Linked DNA regions of Zea mays: region 2 is linked to region 1. A link is a contact called in public Hi-C data. All regions are on one chromosome and are shown on one strand. Each heading gives the region's core, a stretch centred on a gene start, on an enhancer-like site or on the middle of the called end of the contact. The rest is flanking DNA. Distances are from core to core; before and after follow the strand shown.

Region 1 (5,551 bases), core at 2,274-4,773:
AGAAGGGAAGGGGTGGAACAGTGGTGCCTTAGAACAGCCTTGACAAAAGAGCCCAAACCAAAAGACAACACATTTTTGTGATCCCAGGTTTTCATTAGGCCCGCTAGCATACAAGCTAAAAGTAACTAAAAATTGTTTTATCAACCACTAAAAATATCGATTTGTGAAAGGGTGGATCCAAACCAAATAGGACGTCCTGTTATTCCCGAAATCTCTAGTTGGCGTAAATATAATCGGAACCCTGTAGGGTCCGATCGTTCCCAGACCTTCGAGAATGACTGAAATTCGTGCGCCTAAACGTGAAAAAACTGACTACCCAAATGTCGTAGAGCCTAGAAGTCATGTAGGATGTGCAATTGATATGTCTGTGAGCATGCAATTGATTTTATTTTATTTGACGTAAAAAAATGGGTCTACCAAGTACCAACAGCTCAACAAGGAGGGAGGGAGACCGATCTCTCCCCTCATGACTGCTCTTTTGATGTTGTTTCAAGATTGTTCATTCAAGAAATTTTCGGAAACTTAGAAGCAGAATAACCAAAACCTCGTGGAACGTTAATTAGCTATGCCTTCTCTTCCTACCTCTGTGCCACCGAGACCGAGAGACCCCCCACCAGCAACCATTTCCCCATTCCCCGTCCCATGCAAAGCAATCCATCATTATGCACACCAATCACAATAGCCTGCTGAGAGACTTGATCAGAAGTTTGATGTTCCGCCTTGTCGTCTCATCGCCCGTGAAACCAGAGATGTCGGAGCTGATACTCTGAAATCGTTAAAATTTAACCGTGCCGTTCAGTTCCAGAAACAGATACTGCACAATGAAGGGTAAGTGACAAAGGACAGACCTCAATGTTCTTTAGGGTAAATATAAGGGTGAAAATAGACTGCTTAATAAGATCTGTGTTCTCTGGGGTAAGCATGGACGACTTCAGCCTTCTGCAAACCAGCATAAGGAAAGAAGCTAAGGGTCTACAACAACATTACTCGCTAGCTAACAGGAACTTAGATTATGCGCTTAACCTATAATGCACTTACTACAGAACTGTTGTTCTGCTGTGCAGAAAATAAATAGAAATAATCAAATTATTGTAAATTCATCCCTGCTGGTTACTGACAAGCACCACCAGTCACTGCATATGTAGGTATTCCACGAAAGGGAGAAAAAGAAAAGATGCTTCATGCATAAAGATTATCTTAGTGCTTTCCAGTGGTACCTTAGGTCACCAGACGCGTCGGCCAGGCCTTTAGCTATAGTCTCCACATCCTTCAGCAGATCACTATCATTAACCTCAGAGAGCAAAGGTTGCATTTCTTCAGCTAAAGCCTCAATCTGTTCCACAGCTACCGTTTAATTTCATGCATATCAATTCAACAGCACAAGTAGCTTCCAACACAATTCTAGAAACAAAATTAATACACATGCTATCTGGAGGAAGAACCACACTCCACCCATTGTTTTAATTTCTAAATGCGTGCAACATAAAAGGAAGAACAACCAAACATCTTGCTCCCCCCCCCCTTGCCCACAAAAGAAGAGAATAACCTAACACCACACTCCAACTAAGCAGAGGTTCCCTCCCTCTGACCATTACTCATAAGTAGAGCTCCAGAGGCAAGTAAACATGCCAGCAGGGGAAGGCAAGCTGCATAGTGAACTTGTTCTGCAACATTTTTAGCAGTAGACCTCAAGTCTCACTTAGGTATGAGTCATAGCTGATTGCAGAGCTAGCATGCTGGTATTTGGAATATCTAGTAATGTGCCAAGGCAAATAAGTTGAAGTGGAAATCTATTTTGATAAATAATTTAATTAGAAAATAATTTGAACATCGGCACATGGTGACGTGTTGGGAACTTAGTAACCAGGTTCTCGGATCGATGGGATCGAAGAACGGGAACGTGGTACATGGTACGCTACTAAAACTAGGTTTTAACACTACGGGAATGAGATTGTTCCCACATTCCCGGAACGAGGAACGTGGCCACGTTCCCAGTTCCCGGTTACTAAGGTCGGGAAAAGCTGTGCGGCTATGCAGAATGAGGGGTGGGCGCTTGGGAATAAAAGGCATTTGAACCCAACAACCCTGCTTACTTACTTGCAGCCGTACTGATTGAAAGAAACTGGTTCCACAGGCATTCCAGCAAGGTAAATAAATTATAAGTTTCCATAGAGTTGGAGAAAATTTTGGAAAAATGGATGTACCCGTGTAAGAAGAGGTTGTGCTTCTTCCATTATAGATGCAACTTTTTCAGCTAACTTATAGCTTTTGCTAACACCAATCTCCTCCATGTCTCTACCCAGACGGGTAAATATTCCCACCAATGCATCTAAGCTTACACCTTGCTGTCCTTTCATCCTCTCTTTGTCACAGAGAATCAAGCCTTCTTTGGTGCAGTCTGGGTCAAGTGGTCCTACTGAAGGTGCAGGCAGTGGATCCTTTGGTGTGATATCAATGAGTGTCTCCATTAGAAGACCGGACTGATTCACCTCGACCATTGAATTTCGTGGTATGATGATTTTATCATCTTCAACCTGCAGCAAAAGAAAACATAAAGAGAGAGAGAGAGAGAGGACAAATTCAGCTCGATAATAGAGGAGTTCATAGACCGAAAAACTTTAGAAACAGAAAAGGGATGTAGGTGGGATACTTGACTTGTGGTTAATGAATGAATGAACGAACTATGAGAGAAAAGTAAGGGTGACCTCGACAGTTGCATCGATGCTCCTAAGGGAGGAGTCGACGCGGACGACGGATCCGACGGTGACCCCTCGTATCCGGACGGGCGTGCCGACGCAGATGCCGCACGCCTGCGTGAACTCGAAGACGGTGTTGTACTTGCGAAAGCGGGAGCGGAGCTGGAATCCCCTGAGCCATGCGAGGGCGAGGGCGAGGAGGGCGGCCCCGGAGACCATGAAGAGGCCGACGCCGCCCTCCCAGACGCTGCGCTTGCCGAAGCCGTAGTCGCCGAGGGGCTGCAGGGTGCGGCGCCAGAGCGCGGCGAGGGGGTTGTTGTTGGAGCTGGTGTTGGCGTCCGGCGCGGGCGTGGCCGCGAGCAGCGCGGCGCGGCGGGGCTTGAGAACAGGGAATCCGGCGCGCGGATGAGGGTGTGGGCGGGGTGAGACGGAGAAGAAAGGGTGAGGGAGGAGGAGGGATTTGGCCATAGCGGACGGCATCGGAGAATTGGCTGCCCGTTCTCGGACGGTTCCTGCAAAATCAACGCAAGAGATGTTGGGAGGGAATTGGATTTGGATTTGCATGATGATAACGGGCCCTGTTATTACCCTTTGCTAATAACAAAGCGGAAGCGGTTGCATCGCCCTAGCCTCCTCAGAAGCGCGGTGGCGGAGGAAGAGGAGGAAGGAGAACAGATGGCCCAGTTGCGGTGGAGGTCCGCTGTCCCGGTGCCGAGGAAGACAGGCGAGCAAGACTGCACCTGCAGTGCACTGCACTGCACTGCACGAGCCCAACTCCCACCCCGACTGGACACAAGACCCACCCATCTCTTGTGTAGCCATGCGTATATGCGCTCTGTGCCTTCGTTTTCCTTTCTAGTACATCATCGCCGCATCTTCGATTTCCTTCTCCATTTTTTCTACACAAATTATAAAGTGATACTTCCTCCGCTACGAAACATAAGGCATGCAAGTATTTTAAATTTAAACTATATCTTCTTCAACTAACAATGGTTTTTTAAGGTGGTGCCCTCGATTTTGGTGGTGTGCTCAGTTTTACCCTCAGTGGTGTTTTTTGCTCAGTTTTGCCCTTCTGTTCTATAGCACTGGAAGGGTAAAACTGAGCAAAAAACACCACTAAGGGTAAAACTGAGCACACCACCAAAATCGAGGGCACCACCTTAAAAAACCCTTCATTTATCATTTAAAAAGTTTGTGCTATAAAAATAATTAGATAAAAAATTTCTTTTAATGATCAAGCCTTTGTTCTTAAAAATTGTATCTTTTGATACGCCCGTGGCGCCGGCAGCCTCAAATCCTCACATTTTCTCCTGGTCTTACCTTATGCCATCTAAACCATGTAACCAAAAAAAATATGATGCACATCCAGCGCCGAATCTAGCATAAAATATTATCAAAGTCATCAAAAACAGTTTTGCTATATTATATAAATTATTATGAACTTTAAAAATGTTTTGTTAATGAATTTATAAATTGTATCAGGGTCGGCTGACTCCGATAAACCCCCCTAAATTCACCTCTGTACATATATACCATCTTTTAATGGCTTCAGTGCTCCACCCAAACTTAATCCATGCAACAAAATCAGGGAAAATGACATATTTGTAGTACGGGATACAAGTAGACACAAGTCTTTATCCTGGTTCAGGAAAGAGAATGTCCTACTCCCAGCAGAGGAGGGATGAGACTTATATTGCTTGCACCTAAGTGCTTGTAGTAGGAGATACAAGCTCATCAGGAGAGGGAGAAGTTCTCAAGTCCCTGGTGATTAAGGCAAGTGCCAATAACGCTGTTGGGTTGAAAACCGGTGAAGTGTTCTCCTCCTTGAATGAAGCATTGGGCTCCTCTATTTATAACATCAAGGGGGGCTCCGGGGGTGCCATGGTTTGTCGCGTATTGGAGAGGAGACGTGTCTGAGCCTCTATAGATGGTATGGTCTTTGGTATGGCTTTTGTACTTGCTGCTGACTTGAGCCAGGAGGATGTCTGGTCCATGTATTTGCATCTTTGACTGAGCAGAGAGCCGAGGCCAGAGTCTGGGCTCGAACGCGACCCGAGCCTGTCTAATGGAGACGTTGTCTGAGTCGTAGTTGTTGACACAGTGGTAAGTAAGGTGAAAAGTGCATGGTAATCCGTTCTGTATGGCATAAAGCAGACTTGATGTCGGTCCTGTAGCCATCCCGTCGGAAAATCCTTGGAGTACTTTTTCTCTCATGATTTATAAGATCAACCTAGAAACATATTTTTCGTAGTCAATCACCTAAAACTTCGGAAAATCGTAGCTTCTTAACCGTAACTCTGATTCTAGTGGTTCTCGAATCTATGATCTCGTAAAGACGCGAAGAATATTATTGTGCAGTGTGTTCTCATGTTTGGTGTGATGTTAATTTCTCCTGTGTATATTGTTTGTTTGTATTGTTGCGAGTAGACAAGTAAGTGACCGAGGAACCCGGAGCACAGTCGGTGGAAAACTCTAAGCAGGAGCTCGCTGAAGGCAAGCTGTGCCTTTGATCACTCTTCTTTACCCATTAATATTCATGTTAATAACTGTGGCATGCTTAGGCTAATTTTATGGGACCCAATAGATTATCCTAGTTTGGTTTACCTTACACCTTGCTTACCACTGAACTTTTGGGTAGTATCGGCTATTGCTTTATGTGGTTTGGGTGTTAAGATTCACAATATTCATGATCATGCTATTTAATGTCAATGAGGTATTTACTATTCATGATAAGATCATTATGTTGATTGGAACATGGAGCGACCACCCGGGAAAACAGTGCTACCACAATGGTGGTATGGGACGCCCCTGGCTGACTAATTAGGAAAGCTAGTGGATGACTACCTTACCCAAAA
Region 2 (5,551 bases), core at 823-3,322, 180 kb after region 1:
TAACATGGCCTGTTAGTATCCACCTTCTGTTTTACCTAATCTGTAAACTCCAAACCTGTAAGAAGAGTCTCCACCATTATGTATTGGACGGATGAAAAAAGCCTCTCATTTCTCCATTTTCTGAGGAAACAAAAATAGCCAGCAGCAAGCTGTTGTTCCTTCTCCTTTATAGTATTCTTATGTGTCCAAGGAACATAAATCAACAGCTGAGAAGGGAACGCCGCCTCCGCCTCTCAGATGACTTTGGCATCCTCTTCTTGTTGGCCTTGATTGGCATCATCAGTAATCCTGCGGTCTCAAGCTCTAACTGCAGGGACGTTTTCAGCCTCTTCAGGTGCCCAATGCACAGCGCGTGATCAGAAGATGTGCTCTGGAAGCCTCCCTCGGTAATGGAATCTTTCCTCTCATACTTGGACTGCCATTTCGCTTGGAGGTAAGGCAAGGATCTCCAGGGAGGAAGGGGCATTGAGTTTTGCTTCAGGGACCATTTTGCAGCATCTACCATCACATGCAGGAACTGCTTCAGTCGCGGAAGGGTGCCAACAAAGACCACTGGGAGCGAATTCAACAGGGTGCCATAAGAATCAACTGCCCTGGCAATTTCAAAGTGGCTTCTGAAGTCGATATCAACGATTAGACGCTCTGGAGCTGTAGTATCACCGTGCATTATGACATCAATGTACTCGTAGTCACCTGATTGGGGAAACCACAAACAGTTTAGCCTAGAACACCGTACTTAATCAGGTGCTCTCTTCTCTCAGTAGGAAGCATAGATAGATAAGCCAAGTTGTCATCTCAAGTACCTCCAGGTATCTTGTCAAACCCCTGCCATTTGGATGTGCAAACTGCTGCGTCGTTTCCCGAGTATCTCAAGAGCTTGACAAGCAAATGGCGGATGCAGCTGCCTCCACATTGGCCTGTTTTGAAAGGCTGAAGCTGCGGCTCATGGATAGAGAGGAGTAGCGAGTGGACCATGGCGAGCAGCTCGTTTTCTTTCTCGTCTCCACCCTGCTTCAACATCTAAATCAGGGTGCAGGGGCCAGGTAGTGTAAGTTGAGGCATACAAATGTAGAGGCAAATTGTAAGGCTGAAAGGACATATTAGAAGGGCACGATGCAATGAAAGTCACAAACATTAGGTGATGGCAGGAGAACAATGTTTTGAACAGACCGAGAAAGACACTATGGTAAGGATACAGGTGAATTTTGGTGTCATGTATGATGATGATGATGATGACAGCACGTGGTGTGAAAAACTAGAAACAGAAATTAATTTGAAGCGTGATGATCTACACGAGAGTAGTGTATCCATCTAGTCTAGTAAATAAAGCAGTAATGTCGACTGGGTGCGCAATCAATCTCAAACATCATACAAAGCCACGGGGGCATTGGTTCGGTTGTTTAGGGTCAAAGCAAATCAAATCATCAACAGAAACTCCGTAAGCATGATTGCATATTTGCATGGCAAAGCTAGCTAATGGAAATGGAAGGAAAGCACGAGCCAGGTAGGGGAAGAGGGGCGTGAGGCGTACCGAGATCGTGTCCGCGAGGTGGGCGAGGTCAGGGAGACCGGATTCACTGTCGCTGCTATTGCGGGAGTCTCCGGAACCGGCGGTGGCCCCGTTCTCGAGGAAGTCGGTGACGAGCATGGCCAGGTCGCAGTCGCCGTCGTGGCTGTGGCTGCTGGCGAAGCCGGCGGCGGCGGAAGCGGGGACGGGGGCGGCGGTCCGCAGCCATAGGTCGGGCACCGGCGAACCCCCTCGAGCGGCGGTGGGTGCGACCCTCGCCGACGGCCTCCGGCGCGGCACGACACCTGGCGGCGGCGATAGGGCGAACTCCTTGGTGAGCATCATCATCGATGGATGCCGCCTTGGGTTCCTTCAGCTGCAATTAATTCGGGGGCGAGGGGGTCTCCTGTCGCGGAAGGAAAGGAGGAGGAAGGAAGAGGTGGTGCCACCGTTGGGTTTGGTTGGCGGGGCGGCGCGGGGAGGAAGCCAGGGAGGCTGCCGGAGGGGAATATTCCGGCACGGCAAGGCTCCCAATACAAATTGAAACAGGTTAGTTGGAAGGTGAGAAAAGTCCAACGCAACGCGGTCTGCCCAACTCACCAACCCACAAAAAGTTAAGGCTCTCTTTAGAACAAAGGATATTTTTCTAAATCCTACGTTTTTACTTTTAAACTAATTTCTGTGAAATTTCTACACTATTTCTGTAAAATTCTTGCATTCCAGAGATCCTAAGCCATTCCGTTTCCAATCGGCATGTGCTTCGTTCGATTTTCTTTTATTTGTTTATTTACTTATTATAATACTAATATTCTAAAGTTGTTTGCGCTAAGCTAATTTTTATCTACGGACTAACATTTTATCACACCCATATTTTTTTGGTTTACATGTGTTATTACTATTATTAAAATTTATGTTTTCCTAAAAATAAATAAATAAATCTCTTCCATTCGGTAATCATATCTGTATGCCTTGCGTTTCCTTCTCGCTGCTTCTAGTTCTAGCCAGGGCTTGCTATCCCCATGTGCACTCGTTTTCTTTCTTGCGGCTCAAGACACCTTTGATGTCCCTTTGTTTCGGTTTAAATCTAAATTTTAGCCACTATAAGGTGTGTAGACTCTCAAACGTCTAACTTTATAACTCGTTTTTATGAGAATCACTTTAGCGAAAATCATCTAAATTAACGTGAACACATAATCGACTATCACGATATGAGAAATCTGTCACGTTCTATATACCTAAACTCCATAGACTCTTTCATCTTCCCCTGCATGTAATTCTTACGATACTAAGTTTATCTCCACAGCGAGAATTCTCTCCTAGCTAGATTCTCAAAGAAGCTCGTCAGAAAAAAGTTGAACCAAACATAATCATAGTACTGTCTCTTTAATTAATTAAGGCTAACTGTAACAAAGATATACATAAAATGAGGATCTAAATACACGTAAAGTACAATCAGACGAAAGAATAGACCTAAATATTATCGTGTATCCAAATACGTGTTTAAGAAGATGGTCATCCATATATAGTTACACTCTCATATCGCATCTAAAATGGGTATAAGCATAGGGAACTTGTTGAAAATGATACAATGTCATTTAGATGTCTACTAGGGTAAAGTGATACACCATGTTTCCCTAATACAATCTACTAGAGACTATATCAGGATGACATGACACTCACCTTAGGAAATCCTTATAAAAGGGCCGACGATACGCTAAAGAGATGAGAAGCACAAACTCATGGGTGAACATCTACGTTCCATTTGGAAATAATGAAATAAATATTTTATAGTCCATAAACTTGAAAATGATAAAGACTCCATAAACAATTCTAAGTATCTAAGAGCAACTCCGATGGTTCTCTAAACAATTCTCTAAATCTTAAATATAAGAAGTAAGCAGAAAATTGCTTCTCCAATGGTTCTCTAAATAGATTTACTAAATTTAGTTAGTTGCTATCCAACTCTATTTACTCTCCACATTTAGCAACTCGATAGTAACTCCCTAAATGATGTTGACGTCAATTTTTTCACAGTGGCGTGATTATTTTTTCTCTTTCCCACACAATGAGGTAGCCAGGTATAGCACACTCTTTTTTCCACTTTCTAGCACAATGAGGTAGATAGATCAAATGAGTGTGACACAAGTTTCTCCTTCACCGTCAGACCCTACTGTCCCATAGGTTGCGCCATCGGACCACCACTCCTCATAGGTCATGTCGACCGACATTTTCTCTTCCGCCCTCGACATCCTCTGTTCTCAACCTTGCCGTCAGCCAGATTTGATAGGGGTAGGACTGCCAAAGCTAGATTTAAAATCGAACTACTCCCTAAATATGAGCAACTATTGCATACTAAGTTATTTTGTACTTCCGATAGCTATTTATTAACTTGCTAAATATGATTTTAGCAAGCTTTTTTATAGAGAACTATTGAAGTTGCTCTAAGATCTATCTACAAATACATGGTCGTAGGTATAGATGTCCAAACGGACTAGGTTTGTCGGGCGGCCCGAAACCCTGCACGAGTTTGGCCCGGCACGGCACATAGTGAACTGGGCACGTGCAGGTCCGGTCACCGAGCCGTGCCTGGGCCGAAGGCATGGCACGACGGACTAGACCCGGCACGGCCCAATTTTATTTTTTTCTATTTTTTTCATATAAATACATATATTATACTTGAATATAGAGTATAAAACACAAGAAACATGTGTTTTTGTTGGTTATGTGGGTGTAAATAAATGTTTAGAGCTAATAAATATGGTTTAAACCCTTAAAATACATATTTTTAGTATATTTTTATCATTTAAACGTCATATATTGTTATGGACCCGTTAGGCCCGTCGGGCCGTGGGCCGACCCGGTACGATTTTATCCTATCGAGCCATGCTTGGGCCTCGCTCAGGGCCCATGAGCCGGTACGGCACGACCCACTAGATAATCCGGGCTGGGCCGACACGATCCTAATCCGTGTCGGGCCTAGCCGTGCTCGGGCCAGGTCGGCACGGCCCGTCCATTTGGACTTCTATAGTCGTAGGGCCTATCTCGTTGTATAGGCCGAATAGCATCTTTGTCATTTTGCTAGACACTAAAAAACATGTGAATTGTGAAATAACACCGCAGAAACCAACAAGGCAACAAGGGTGTCTGTTGTTCGCGTCGTGGAAACGATGGTGCTGGTCGTCCGTGGGCGCGGTGAAGGGGACCAGTCCGCCATCGATGCAACCTCCATCGACGCGTCGGCTGGATCGCTCTCGAGCGAAGACGAAAAGCATGGAGGCGTCCAGGTACGTCATCGCTTCCGGTGGGCGGAGGCCCATCGTAGCACTCGATTGAGGCAGGTTGCAATCCGCAGAGAAGAACAAATAGCAAAGGAGCATTTTTTTGGCCAAGAAAGGTGAGGATTATTTTGCAAGGCTTCGTAGGCGGAGCGTGACGCTGCGGATGTATTCATCTTCCATTTGCTGGAAGGATCTTCGAGCGTCCTTCCTAGCGGCCGGTTACTCTGAGGCCGAATGGGAGATCTGTCGCAAGTCTTAGCTATCAACTTCTCATTCAGATGTAAAGAAGCTAGCTGCATATGGTTTTTCTTCACCATTGGCTATGAAGCCGTGGTGTGGTCTGCTTCCTAAACCACGGATCTCGCCGTGTCTCACAATTGGCGACGTCATTGATAGGACTTGCAGTCGCGAGGATCGTCGAGGAAGGCAACGATTCTTCCTTTGCTTCAGTCTGATTCGAAATTTTCGCCCTTTTCAAATTTTACTCGGTTTGAATTGGCTCAATCACCTACGATTCTTATTCAGAATGGGCCAAGCTCTCATTCAAGTGGCCCTCTTTCTCAAACTTGGGCTGCTCAAAATATAGGGCTTTACACGCTTCGTCTACGAGTGCACGTCCGACCTAAAACCTCCGACCGATCCTCCCTATTCCACCATCACCTGCCGCCATTCTAGAGTTTTGTATCCCCCCACAGAAGTTACGCCCAAGTTCTTATGGCTGGTGGAGGGGCAATGGGGGATGGTAAGGCAACAACTTGGAAGGAGG

Evidence for each region. Hi-C and Micro-C count contacts between places; a contact is called where the count stands out from the background.
Region 2: a contact with region 1 is called in a Hi-C map of tassel, with 5 times the contacts expected there. The contact joins the promoter of LOC100280829 here to the promoter of LOC100284791 in region 1. A contact is called at or near these places in 5 of 25 Hi-C or Micro-C datasets (ear, endosperm, leaf and 1 more).

Annotation. Positions count from the first base shown.
Region 1 is chr3:146,159,984-146,165,534 of Zm-B73-REFERENCE-NAM-5.0, forward strand. It overlaps LOC100284791 (ABC-type transport system involved in resistance to organic solvents, periplasmic component), which reads right to left and starts at 3,524. Exons shown (of 6, transcript NM_001157686.2): 1 at 3,285-3,524; 2 at 2,706-3,208; 3 at 2,205-2,534; 4 at 1,218-1,333; 5 at 849-939; 6 at 371-766. The coding sequence starts at 3,176. The coding sequence ends at 674.
Region 2 is chr3:146,341,126-146,346,676 of Zm-B73-REFERENCE-NAM-5.0, forward strand. LOC100280829 reads right to left here and starts at 2,073. Exons shown (of 3, transcript NM_001153749.1): 1 at 1,532-2,073; 2 at 804-1,020; 3 at 1-693. The coding sequence starts at 1,855. The coding sequence ends at 200.